Linked DNA regions of Sus scrofa: all the other regions are linked to region 3. A link is a contact called in public HiChIP or PLAC-seq data. All regions are on one chromosome and are shown on one strand. Each heading gives the region's core, a stretch centred on a gene start, on an enhancer-like site or on the middle of the called end of the contact. The rest is flanking DNA. Distances are from core to core; before and after follow the strand shown.

Region 1 (4,185 bases), core at 1,563-4,062, 850 kb before region 3:
CACTGTAGTTTGGATTTGCATTTCTCTAGTAATTAGTGATATGGAGCATTTTGTCATGTGCCTGTTGGCCATCTATAATGTGAAGTGTATTTATTTTAAAAAGAACTATCATTATCTTTAATGGGTGATGGTCAAGCCTCACACAGTACTCTTAGTCTAAGAAGGTGGCTCTGAATTCTAACCCTTACCTTTTTTGTTTTGCTTTTTAGGACTGCACCCGCTGTGTATGGAAGTTCCCAGCTAGGGTCGAATCAGAGCTATAGCTGCTGGCCTACACCATAGCCACAGCCACGCAGGATCTGATCTGGGTCTCCGACCTACACCACAGCTCACAACACTGCTGGATTCAGAGCCCACTGAGTGAGGCTGGGGATCACATCTGCAACCCGCAACCTCAGGGATGCTAGTCGGATTCGTTTCTGTTGGCCACGACGGGAAGTCCTAACCCTTAAATTCTTATTCAGGTAGGGTGCATGGGAAAGTTGTTTAGCTTTCTTTTCCTCTGCTGCTTCATCTATGGAAGTAAGGTAAAATTTTAGCTAGATGGATTTTCTAAGGAATGCATTATTTGAGATGTCTGCAGGTTATTCCTTTATGTAACTAAACTAAATATATTTGAAGGAACTATTTTTGAAGTGAAACACATACCTTATTTTTATATAAAACCTACCAATTATCAAGTACCTTTTCTGAAAAGAGTCATCACCAGTAGCATCAATTACCATAGGGAGCGTGAGACGGGGATGCTCTAGACAGCAGTCAGCAAACTATGGCCTGCAGGCTGTTTTTGTAAGGCATAGGAAATAAGAATAGTTTTTTACATTTGTACATGACCTAGACCATATGTGGCTCGAAAAGCCTAAAATAATTACTGTGTGGCCCTTTGCAGGCTTGAGCTCTCAAGAAAGAGTGTAGGCCTCTTTGCCACATGTCCACTTAAAGTGAACTTATGCTCTGTCACCAAAGGAAGCACATCCATCTTGGCACGAGGTAGCTCACATATTTGTGGAAAAATAAAGGCTCCCGGCACTTGAAGGTCTTTTGCTGCTTGTTATTACACTCTCTCACCTTCAGGTTTTTGGTAATCATGTGCCTGCCCCGGCAGTCTCTTCCTCTTTCTACTCGCCACCTTTCTAACCTTGGCTGGTGATAACCTGGCTTATAAACATTTTAAGCAATGTAAGATTAAGCTGGTTATGGGAAGACCCTAAAACTATTTTCTAAGAAAAACACAGGTGGTTTGGTGCAGGGATTTGGTGACTTATTTTTATTGTCCCAAGGCCTTTTTATTTATTTCCAGGTTCTCAGCTACTCTTCTGAAAAGCAAGGTTGCAGGAAAGATGGACAGGTCATACTGCAGTATGTCTGATCACTTTTCATTTTTTGTAAGAAAAATAGCGTTATATCTGAAAAGGCACTCAGCAAAAAATTAAAGTGAAGCAACATGAATCATAGGATTTCCTTGGGATATAGATGAGAGAGGGAGAGAGCGCAATAAATAAATATTACTTTTACAATCAAAAAAGCCATTTTCATTAAAAAATAAATTGGAAAGATCCAATGTCACTGACCTAGCTCAACGATTTTCCGATTTCCTTCTAGCATATTTTATTTCATCCCTTTTTTTTTTTTTTTTTGGTCCATGCCAGGGCCAGGGATCCAATGCGAGCCACAGCAGTGGCCAAGCCTCTGCAGTGACAACGCTGGATCCTTAACCCGCTACACCACAAGAGAACTCCGATTTTGTTTTTTACTATTATAGATATTGTATTTATGGGTTTTTATTTTGATTCACACTTGGTTTGCCATAAGTAACCTACAGTTACTCTAATACTGAAAAATAAACGGAAAATATGAAATGCAAGAATGCTAACGATCAATAGAGTGAACGGCCTGTTGACCTCTGCTCCACTCATTTTATACACGTTCCACGAATAATACCCAACCTGGATGGTGTTATGGCTCAAAACACTTTAGTTCATTTCACTTTCATAACAGCCCAGTGAGGTGGGGGCACCTTCTGGAAGGTAAAATAACTTGGTTAAAGTCACTGGCTAGCCCGGGGAGAGGTTCAACAGCCTGGTCCGGAAAACAGGAACAGGTCTTTGGAGGCGCTTCTAGTTACACGAGAGCTTTTACTACGCTCTGGCCTTTGTTTCCTCATCTGACAGTTACCTTCACAGACTCAAAACCTGCCTCTTCCCATCGAGGCACAGGGCGGCCTGGGGAAACCTGTAGTTCACACCAAAAGCCAACAGGCTCCATGCCCAAGGCCCCAGTGCCAAGGCAGTAAGAAGAGAGAACACGGTCCGTCCCTCCCGCGAGCAGCGGCTTCTGCAAACTGGCCCCAGACTAACCTGACCAGGTCGGTCATGCAGGAGCCCACCACCACCACTGCCGCCGCCACCTGCTCCTGCCACTGCCTCCCGGGTTCCCCAGACGCGGCCATTGCTCTACGTCGGCGCTCTCCAACCAGGAGGCTGCCCTTTAACCTTTGCCCGACCCGGTAACCAGGGACGCCACTCCTACGCTCCCTAACGACGCGGGCCTTGCAGGACGTCCGTGCGGGTCGCCCACCTGAATGCCCGAAATAACCCCGCCCACCAACTGCCCCCAGTTCTTCCAGGAATTGTCTCCCTGCACAGCTTCCCGCTACAGAGCCCTCCTGATCGGTCCAGACTCCGTGCTGCTTGCCGCGCACGAGGCAGGCGCCGAGGCAGGAACTTTCAGGCACTGCGGGGACGCCTCTCCGAGCGCCTGGCCTGGCGCGGCCGGGGACGCGCACGCCGCCCGGCTCCTGGGCCGCAGAGGGGGCGGGGCGGGACGTCCGGGGGGCGCGCACGCATCCGGCCCGCGGTGCGCGCGCAGGTTGGTGCGTCGGTCGGGGGCGCGCTCGGGTAACCTGTACCCCACGTAGTCGCCGGTTACCGATCGGACTAAGCTCCAGGTACCTGGACTGGGGCTGGTGCGGGGAGGTTGGATCCCGAGTCGCACAGGTGGTGCTAAGGACAGTGGTTTAAATATGCCCAGGGCTCGCCTCCTCTTTCTATAGAGAAGGCCCCTGTTCCAAAGATGCCCTGTTCATTCCCATCATGCTGGCTCCCTAGAGAACGAGCCCCCAAGGCCAGAGGCTGCTCTTTCCATGCCTAGCCCGCCCCTGGTCCCTGATTAAGCTCAGCTCCTTCCTCCTTCCCGCCTGATGAGGGGATCGTACAATTTGGGAGAAGGAAGAGCCTCTGGTCCCTTTTAGATGTCCCCCTTTGGAGCGGGATGTCATTCTTTGGGTTCGAGTCGACTTGTTTTTCTTGAACATTGCCCCTTGGAGAAATTGCTTCCCCCGTGTAACTTCCCTCGTGCGCTGCGTGACGTCGACGTGACGCAGCAGGACGCCACCCCTTTCCGTTCCATGACGTAAGCTGGGCACATGTTTCCGTGTTTGTCATCCCATCTTAATTGCAAGAAACTGACGATGCTTCAGACGTCTTTGTATTCCCCAGGCTGCCCATCAGAGGACCTCATGTGACCCTATTTTGAGGCAGCAGATCCCTATAAAAATTGTATTTCTGCATTTTCCTTCTGTAATACGTCAAAATCAGGAAATAGAAATTGCACAATTAGCATTCAGGGGAGGCTGACCACCGTAAATTTTTGCCTATCTAGGATCTCTTATTGTGCTTCGATGTGTAAAGTTACTACTGGGGGTTGAACCCCCATCCGTGTCCCTTACTCAAAAGGATTGCGCCAAAGAACCATCTTTTTTGGCTGTTTGGTGACCTGTGATTTTGGAATCAGTGGTTTTTTTTTTTTTTTTTCCTTAGAGAAGTCACAACAGCTCCTGCTGAAACATTTTAATGCTGCATGAAATCTTGCACTGTCAAAAGATAGTGTTCTGGCTGTGCTGGAAACAAAGACAAATTCATTCCTTCAGGTGTCATTCTAAGGTCATGCCAGTTGCTGAATTGAATGGGATGTTGTCACCTTAAGTATAGTTTGGTTTCTGGAGCAGGTTTGTTCCCTTTAGTGTTTGCCTGGTGAATCACTAGGCTTCAGCAGTAGACCAACAGTAGTCTAATTTGTTTCTGGTTGTCAAGCAACCATTAGTTTAAATTGGTGACTTTTTTGCTCACATTTTACTAGATGTATGCTTTTTTTTTTTTTTTTTAAAAAAAGCACATTCACTTTGAT
Region 2 (3,901 bases), core at 397-2,896, 960 kb before region 3:
GACCACAGGTGACTGATATCCCCTCAGGAATAAGAATCACTGATCAATGCCCACACTAAGCCTGAAACAGGTCTGAAGAGTTGAAATGACTTTCCAAGGAACAGACTGTTCCTTGGCTTCTGGTTCTGTGTTCTTTCCTTACAAATCCTCTAAAGGAATTTCTTATATAAGAAACCTTACCCTCCTGGACCCCTAAAGCTCTTGTTTGTCCGCAGCTGAACCTCACAAGGTAAGGAAGGATTTGGGAACCTGGAGTGTACTCAGTTGTTGCAATCAAGTTACAGGGAAAAAACTGTTATTAAAGGTACCAAGGGAAAGGACAGTCCTAAATTAAAAAATTGAGTAGTGCTGTTCTCTTGTGGTACGGGCAGGTTTAGGATCCAGTGTTGCCACTGCAGCAACTCAGGTCGCCCCTGTTGCGTAGGTTGACCCCCTGGACTAGGAACTTCCATATGCTACAGGCGCTGCCCAAACAAACAAATAGTAAAAGCATTAAAAATTGAGTTGTATTGGAGAGCTACAGTTCCTCCTTTAAATGATTTTTATTACTTTCAGTGAGGATAATCCATGAGAATACATCTTCTTTCACATTTGTAAAATTTAATATATAGATAAAATCACAGATTAGAAAAAAATCCCCAAGTCCTAATTATTAGTTGGAAAATGAAGTTTTTTTTTTTTTTTGTCTTTTCAGGGCCGTTTCCACAGCATATGGAGGTTCCCAGGCTAGGGGTCTAATCACAGCTGCAGCCGCCGGCCTACACCACAGCCACAGCAACTCGGGATCCGAGCCGTGTCTGCGACCTACACCACAGCTCACAGGCAACGCCGGATCCTTGACCCACTGAGCAAGGCCAGGGATCAAACCCCCAACCTCATGGTTCCTAGTTGGATTCGTTAACCACTGCGCCACGACGGGAACTCCTGGAAAATGAAGTTTTGAATGAAGTCCTTAGTGTTGAAGGAGCCAGGTTCCTTAAAGATAGATTAAGACTGGAAGATGGCAAAGTGGTTAAGTCCCAATATCTAATGGAAAGGGATGAGTCTTTGCAGTCAGACAAAATTGGGTTCAAATTCTGACTCTGCCATTTACTAATTTTGTGACATTAAGCAAATTATGTGAGTGCTCCTAATCGCAGTTTTTCAGCCCCCTATTGCCAGGCACTATATTAAGTGCTTAGACAAGGCAGTTAACAAGATGCAGAGGGCACTGCCTTCATAGAAATCCAACATGTAATTAAAGAATAGGGATTTCAGGTGGGCTTCTTAATTCTGGAGGGACTGAGAGTAGCTGTGAAGCAGGTGGAGTTGGAGTTGGAATTGGTTGGAGGAAGCAAAAGAAGCAACCATTTAAGGAAATAATGCCTCAGTCTGATAGCCTGAAGCAGTTGAGGAACCTACGGAGTTCCTGTGGCTTTAATGTAGGTGGCGGCGATTATTCAGTGAAACAAGTATGGAAAGCACCTAATTCGCATCTAGAAGGAGCAGCCAGATCTGGGGTGCGAACCCCGAGCGCTAACAAAGTCCCTCTCCAAATGGGGAGAGGCCTGCATCTTCCAGCACCACGAAAGAAAGCCGCCTGACATATAAACCACACACGAAAAAAGCGGGCTCCGACCCTCAGGTCTATGTCGGGGGGCGTGGTCGCGGTGAACTTCCGGACATCCTGTTCCGGATCAGGCCTGTGCCCCGGAAGCAGTTGTTTGTTGAGGGACCTTGGGCCCGTTACGGACCCTGCAGTGTACTCTCGCCATGTTCTTGTCCGCGGTCACCTGTAAGTGGGGCTGAAGGCGGCGGGACCGTGGCAGTTGGCTCGGGACGTGGCGGGGCGGGGTGCGCGCGCGCGGGGCGGGAAACTGCGACTGCGACTTCCCAGGCCTTCAGAACTACAGCGCCCGGCATGCCCCGCGGCGCGCTCGCTGAGGGGCAAGTGGGTCTTGGGGGTCGGCGGTGCTGTTGCTGGATCCAGTTGCGGTTCGTTTGGTCAGCGGGAGTGGGGCACACTTCCCCCGCTCTCTGTAGCGCTGTGTCAGCAGAATCACTGCAGTCCTAACTGGGCAAAACTCGGAATTTGTAATACTGTCAGTGGCTTAGAACTTCCAAGATGAAGAGCAGAGGTTGACCTAGGTCTTACAGCTGGGCTGGGAAAGCAGCCCTCTGGCTTCCCAGACTGGGCTCTTCCATGCACCAGGCAGACCTATCATTTAGTTTCCCTTCTCCACCTGATGTGATGATTGTTGGAGTTTGCATAAGTTAACTTATCAAACAAGAGGCTTGTTCTAGTGCAAATATTTACACCTTAGAAGAGGAACAAGTGGAGCAGATCTTTATAAAGATTTAAAAGTATCCGTCCAGCTGAAAAGAGCTTGTGCAAAGCATTACGTCCAGAACTGTAGTGTTCTGATTGGATGTTTAAAACTCTGTAAAATCCTAACGGAATCCCTAATAGCTCAGGACAGTAGTTAACTTGAGTGACAGCCTATGGTGTACTTCTTAAGTGTTTTTGATTATTAATGATATTTATGTGAACTGCAAGATAATAAATCGATATTTTCTCTTTTCTCTTCATCTTTTCCTACTTTCAAAAAAGTTGCCAAGAGCAAGTCAAAGTAAGTAAGAGTTTTCATTTTTTAAACTTGTTTATGTTAGATTCATTAGTCCAGCTGTTGCCAATGAATCCTTTTGGTAAACGAAGCATTTGGCTTTGATTTTATGATAGTTGGTTTGAGGATTACTTACCTGATGAATTATCTTGGCCTTATGAACTGTTTGAAAAAATATTTTCCCTCCTCCCAACTGACCTACTTAAGTGAGCATTCAAATAATTTACTTAAAGTTGCTTTTGCTGTCTTGTTCCTAAACAAATTATCAGGATCCCCATGCTCTCTTTGGACTACCACTGTATTTCTGTTTTCTCAAATTGAGGACTGAGGACCATTTGTGTGGAGCCCACTACAGGAATCTAGCAGAATATGCTGTGATTTGATTAATCCACAGAATCTGTTTAATTGAGTTTTGTAATCCTTTGCATTCATGGTATAAGCATATCAAAAATAGCAAAGGCTGAAGATTCCATTCTGTACCAGAGAGACTATAAATAACAAAATGGTATTTCAAAATAAATTTTGTGGACAATAGCTGAAGTAAGATTTTCTGTGTTAAAAATAGAAAAATTCTAAAGCAGGAGTTCCCTTCATGGCGCAGTGGTTAATGAATCCGACTAAGAACCATGAGGTTGCAGGTTCGATCCCTGGCCTTGCTCAGTGGGTTAAGGATCCGGGGTTGCCTTGAGCTGTAGTGTAGGTTGCAGACACGGCTCAGATCCCCACGTTGCTATGGCTCTGGCGTAGGCTGGTGGCTACAGCTGCGATTGGACCCCTAGCCTGGGAACCTCCATATGCTGCGGAAGCAGCCCAAGAAATGGCAAAAAGACAAAAAAAAATTCTAAAGCAGCCTTTGCTTACAACCCAAGACACACTACGAATCTTTAAATCTAGGTTTTTTGGATTAAAGTTAATGAAAAACATGTATGTTAGTATTTTCCCCTCGGTATCTTTTATTGATTCCTATAGCTTTCCCCACAATCCAGTTATTTATTTCCCACCTTTAGGTTCTGCAGGAATCTTCCATGCCTTCTGTTTCTTTGGAGATGCTCTCTGCCTCTCCTGTTCTTTGTATCCCCCTTGTGCCATTTGTCATTAATGCCTTGCTTTAGAGACCTTGTGTATGTAACTTACCTTCTGTGCTATTGCAGTTACTACTCCAAGATGCACAGGTGGACTTACAGGGCTTTGCATTTCCTATAGTGCTTTCCACAGAGTAAGCACTCAGTAGAAATTTGTTAAATCTTTTTGAATGAATGATGAATTATTGTCCTCTTCATCAGCAAATATTATATCCC
Region 3 (4,175 bases), core at 47-2,546:
CGGGCCAAAAAACTCTCGCTTACCTAGAAGCTTTGCGTGGCTACTCTTTCTCCTGTATTTCTAGAGGCAGAATTATGTGGTAGAAAGACGAGGTGAACAACGAACTGTTCTGAGCCTCTGTGCTTCCTTGTCCCTCTCTTCCGCGTACCAGATACTTAGTGGGAACTGCAGGCACAAAGATAAATTTAGTTTACCCTATAGCAGCTCACAGTAGAGTGTAGGAGATAAAAATGCAACAACAATTATAAGATACGATGATGAAGCAATATAATGAAGGTATTTTTTTCTTGCTCAAAAATACACTGTGGAAAAACAGTAAGCTATGTGAAAGCGCTCTGTAGAGAGCAGAAAGCAGTTCCCACGTAAAACATTATTACTGCTGACCCTCAGGGCCCAATTTAATTTATTTCATCTAGGAACACCAGGGCAACCAACCTTGTGGAACCGTAGGGTAAAAATCCCTCATTTGCAATGTCAAGCTTTTCCAGCAGAGTAACCCCATTCTTGCTTCCCAAACGCGCAAATCCAGTTTCAAACATGGGTAATGCAGTCTGTGTTTCCCGCCTAACAAGACCCGGGAATTGGCTTGCAACACCAGGATTGAAACCAAGAAAAGAAAGGCGAGGCGGGAAGAGCACAAGAACTACGTCGTCTGCTGAGCGCCCAGCCTCAGGGAGCTGGGAAGCGGAAGGTCAGCCCTGCCTACGCGCGCCCTGCGTAATGGGAGCTTTCCCAGAGCATCAAACCCCCGGGAGCCTTGAGGGCGCCTGCGCAGCCGCGACGATTCGGCGCAGTGGAAGTGGAGAGGGAAGGCGACGCACCTGCGCAAAGGCGGCGACGCGGCGGCGGCAGAACCGAGTCTAGTGCGATTGCGCCGCGGCTGGCGGACGGGGGGGGCGCCGCGAAGGAGTGCGCCGTGCGGCTGCGCGGAGGCCTGCGTGGCGCGGTGGCGGGGAAGGGCGGTGTGGAGTGAGTGGCGCTGCGGGTGGGGCCGTCGGCGGCGCTGGTGAGCTTTGCGGAGTTGGGCGGTGCCGAGGAGGAGGAGGTGGCGGCTGGGTCTGACGCGGCCCGGTTCGTGGGGGCTCCGCTTGTTTATTTATTTATTTATCGTGTGTGCCTCCGAGTGTGCGGCGCTCCACTACTTGGTGGGGAGGGGGTGGGGGAGGGCCTGGGGGAAGGGGGAGTTGGAACCGGGGTCGAAACGCCGCGTGACTTGTAGGTGAGGGAACGCCGAGCGGTCGCCGCAGCCTCTGCCGCCGAGAAGCCCTTGTTCCCGCGGCCGGGAAGGAGCGTCTAGTGCCGACAAGATGGCGGACGGGGAGCTGAACGTGGACAGTCTCATCACCCGACTGCTGGAGGGTGAGTCGGGGCCTGGCCGGCCGCGGAGAGGGGAGGTTCCCTCAGCCCTGCTTCCTCCTCCGCCAACCGGAGCGGGCGGGAACCCCCTTTCCCGCCCCAGGGCGGCCGCCGAGGAGCGGGCTAAGAAGCTGGTGGGCCGGAGGAAGCGGGCTCCGGGAACACGGCCCGGGGTTGGGGTGGGGGGGTGGGGGTGAGGCGGGCGAGAGGGGCTGACCCCGCGGGCGGGCAGTGCCCCTGCGGACCTACGGGGACCCGCACAGCGGCGCGCCGAACGCGGGTAGAGGAGCCCCGGGCTGCTGGGTGACCCTTCCCAAAGAGGGTGCCAGGATGCGTGCTCTTGTGCTTTGTATGCCGGTGGAAAGTGTATTCCTTCTCTGTTCTCTTTGTGCCTTGCCCTTGGCTGCCTCCGATTCTTGTTCTGGGAGTGGATTTTATAAAACCTTCTCCTTGAGAAAACTGTTTGATCTGTTCTGCATTTTTTACTTGATGCTTCCAGGACCAGCTCTATTTAAGGAGAAGATGGAGTTGAGTAGCTTTCATTTATTATTTAGCTTTAAAAATGAGTAAAACAAAAGTATTTGAGCGAGCTGAAGATGCACGCAAGAAATACGAAATATGTAGACATGTTTACTGAAGCGCTTGGTTTTCGGGTTTGAGAATTTAACAGGTTTGAGCAGGCTTTAAATTCTGCATAAACTTAGAAAAGGTCGATTGTCAAGCTTCGCTTGTGTTTAAAAGATATTTACAAGTCTTCACAGCTTTTGAAGTTTCTGGGCCCTTCTGTTTTTATTGGATAGTTTTATGTTAGGGTAAAGAGAAGAGATGGAGCGGCCAGGATGTTACTCAAAGTCAATCGCGATTTTCTGCCAGTGAATCCCTTTGCCCTGAAGTTTGCGTCATCGCTAAACTGCTTTTAGAGTGTGTAGAAAAGAAACTAAGCTATTAAAAGAAAAAAATGTAGAGTCCTCTCTCAGAAAGCGTGGAAGGGTTGCATGTGCATTGTTACTTGCTTTCAAATTTCCTGAAGATAAGTGTTTGGTACAGTGAAGCAGTGTGTGCTTACATTTGGAAAATCTTCACAGAAGATTATATGTTTGAGGGGCGGCGGAGAGGGCGCTAGTTCTTTTTTATCCGCCCATGTGTGTATCTCTTCAGTTCTGTGTGTACCGTTGTGTAACAAACTACAGTATATTTGTTCCAGATGTGCAAGCGTTCCAGCAGTCTAAGACTGAGTAAAAAGCCTTCCTGCAGTCGTAAGACTGAATAAGGAGCAAAGTTTTACAGGGAACTCTTGTTTGCCTTTCCTTTTGCTATCAAGTTATTCTTGGGAGGCCCCCTGGTGCCTACAGTCCGTGTTCACTGTTAAAGACTGCGGATTTTAACAGATGTGAACATCTTACTGGGTCCACGAGACGTTTGCTTTGGGGGAAACATTTTGTTTGTGTGTGTGTAGCTGTGCGTTATTCTAAGGGGGAAATACAGCTATGTAAAATTTTTAGTGTCTTGTTAACTTTGAGGGATATTTATGCCCACCACCAACTGGTACAAAAAACTTTTATACGTTTTAAACTTAGCTTGTAAAATTGAAATATTTGAAAATCCGATGCTTGTTATCTCAACTTCCTCACTTTTATTTTCCATATATTTACATATTTATATACTTAATAGACATAAAACACAGTAGACTTAAGTGTTTTGAAATATTTAACAGGGGGCCTTTTGTCAGATGCACCTTTTTATGATTTAATTAAGAAACTTCACTAGTGGATTTTTCAGGGGTTTTTAGAAAAAAGGTATCATGGGGGAAATAGGCTAAGTAATTTGTTTCTGTGAATTCAAATTACATGAATATTCGGCTCTGGTTTCAGATGATTTCTTTCTTCCCTTCCTTTTTTTTCCCCTCCCTTTCTTTCCTTCTTTCTTGATTTCTAGTCCAGACATTTTCTCCTTTTAAATTAGCAAACATTTATTGACCTGCTTTGTGCCAGTCACCAGGAATCCAAAGATAAGAGACAATCTCTTCACTCAGGGAACTCCCAAATCCAAACAAGGGACTTTTCCGGCTTTTTTAGCCTGCTCTTGGGCAGTGAAGAATGTCATTACTTGCTTCTTAATCCCAGGAAGTATATTTAGTTTTGACAGTGCCTCCCTGGGATTCTTAAATTCTTCAGGCTTCTCTTATTCCCCTTTCCAAAATCTAGACCTATTCAAAGACATCCAAAAACTGGCTTGGATTTTCTAATAAGTAATTATTTTTAGTCTTCAAATAAAATCTTTTTTGTCTGCCTTGATTTTCAGTGATGTTACATGCTAACTAAATTTAACTCAAATTCAAGTAAAGCTGCCTAGCAGAATAGCTGTAGGTGGTGTTGTTGTTTTTAGTATTAAATGAAAGTACAAATTAAAATTTGCCCTAAATTTCTCTGCATTGGGGCAGAAATCAACAGAACACTTTAAAATGTTTTTTGTAGTTCCACAATGCATTCTTGACTTTTTAAAAAATTATGTCATATTGGCAGTCAGCTACAAAACTTGTAGTAATCTTTTGAGTTGCTTTGTGTTTTTTAGATGGGCAAATTATGTAAATTTTCAGTATCTTTTACATTTAAATGTTTTATTATTTAATGCAAAACAGTGTACTAATTTATTGTTTGGATAATGCATATTCTTCTAGTGTATTTTCTTGGAGTAAGTTTTACTTACTAAGAAGCCAAAGATGCTTGTCACTTTGTCCCCTTTAGTGATCCTGGTACCACGTTCTTGTGGCTTGTGCTTTTGACTGGTTATTTAAATTGAAGCTAGGAGTTCCCGTGGTG

What was found. HiChIP or PLAC-seq counts read pairs in DNA pulled down with a chosen protein or histone mark.
Region 1: an H3K27ac HiChIP or PLAC-seq map of alveolar macrophages shows a contact between it and region 3. The contact joins the promoter of BABAM2 here to the promoter of PPP1CB in region 3. A contact is called at or near these places in 1 of 5 promoter capture datasets (liver) and 1 of 2 datasets of contacts at active chromatin or transcription factors (alveolar macrophages).
Region 2: a contact with region 3 is called in an H3K27ac HiChIP or PLAC-seq map of skeletal muscle, with 2.5 times the contacts expected there. The contact joins the promoter of MRPL33 here to the promoter of PPP1CB in region 3. A contact is called at or near these places in 2 of 5 promoter capture datasets (fetal liver and liver) and 1 of 2 datasets of contacts at active chromatin or transcription factors (skeletal muscle).

The regions. Positions count from the first base shown.
Region 1 is chr3:111,327,041-111,331,225 of Sscrofa11.1, reverse strand. BABAM2 (BRCA1-A complex subunit BRE) reads left to right here and starts at 2,812. Exons shown (of 12, transcript XM_021088348.1): 1 at 2,812-2,947. It overlaps RBKS (ribokinase), which reads right to left and starts at 2,450. Exons shown (of 8, transcript NM_001315776.1): 1 at 2,358-2,450. The coding sequence starts at 2,449.
Region 2 is chr3:111,436,480-111,440,380 of Sscrofa11.1, reverse strand. MRPL33 (39S ribosomal protein L33, mitochondrial) reads left to right here and starts at 1,646. Exons shown (of 4, transcript XM_003125284.5): 1 at 1,646-1,774; 2 at 2,591-2,609. The coding sequence starts at 1,753.
Region 3 is chr3:110,471,509-110,475,683 of Sscrofa11.1, reverse strand. PPP1CB (protein phosphatase 1 catalytic subunit beta) reads left to right here and starts at 1,296. Exons shown (of 8, transcript NM_214184.2): 1 at 1,296-1,359. The coding sequence starts at 1,308. LOC106509865 (a long non-coding RNA gene) reads right to left here and starts at 719. Exons shown (of 8, transcript XR_002342800.1): 1 at 436-719; 2 at 24-165.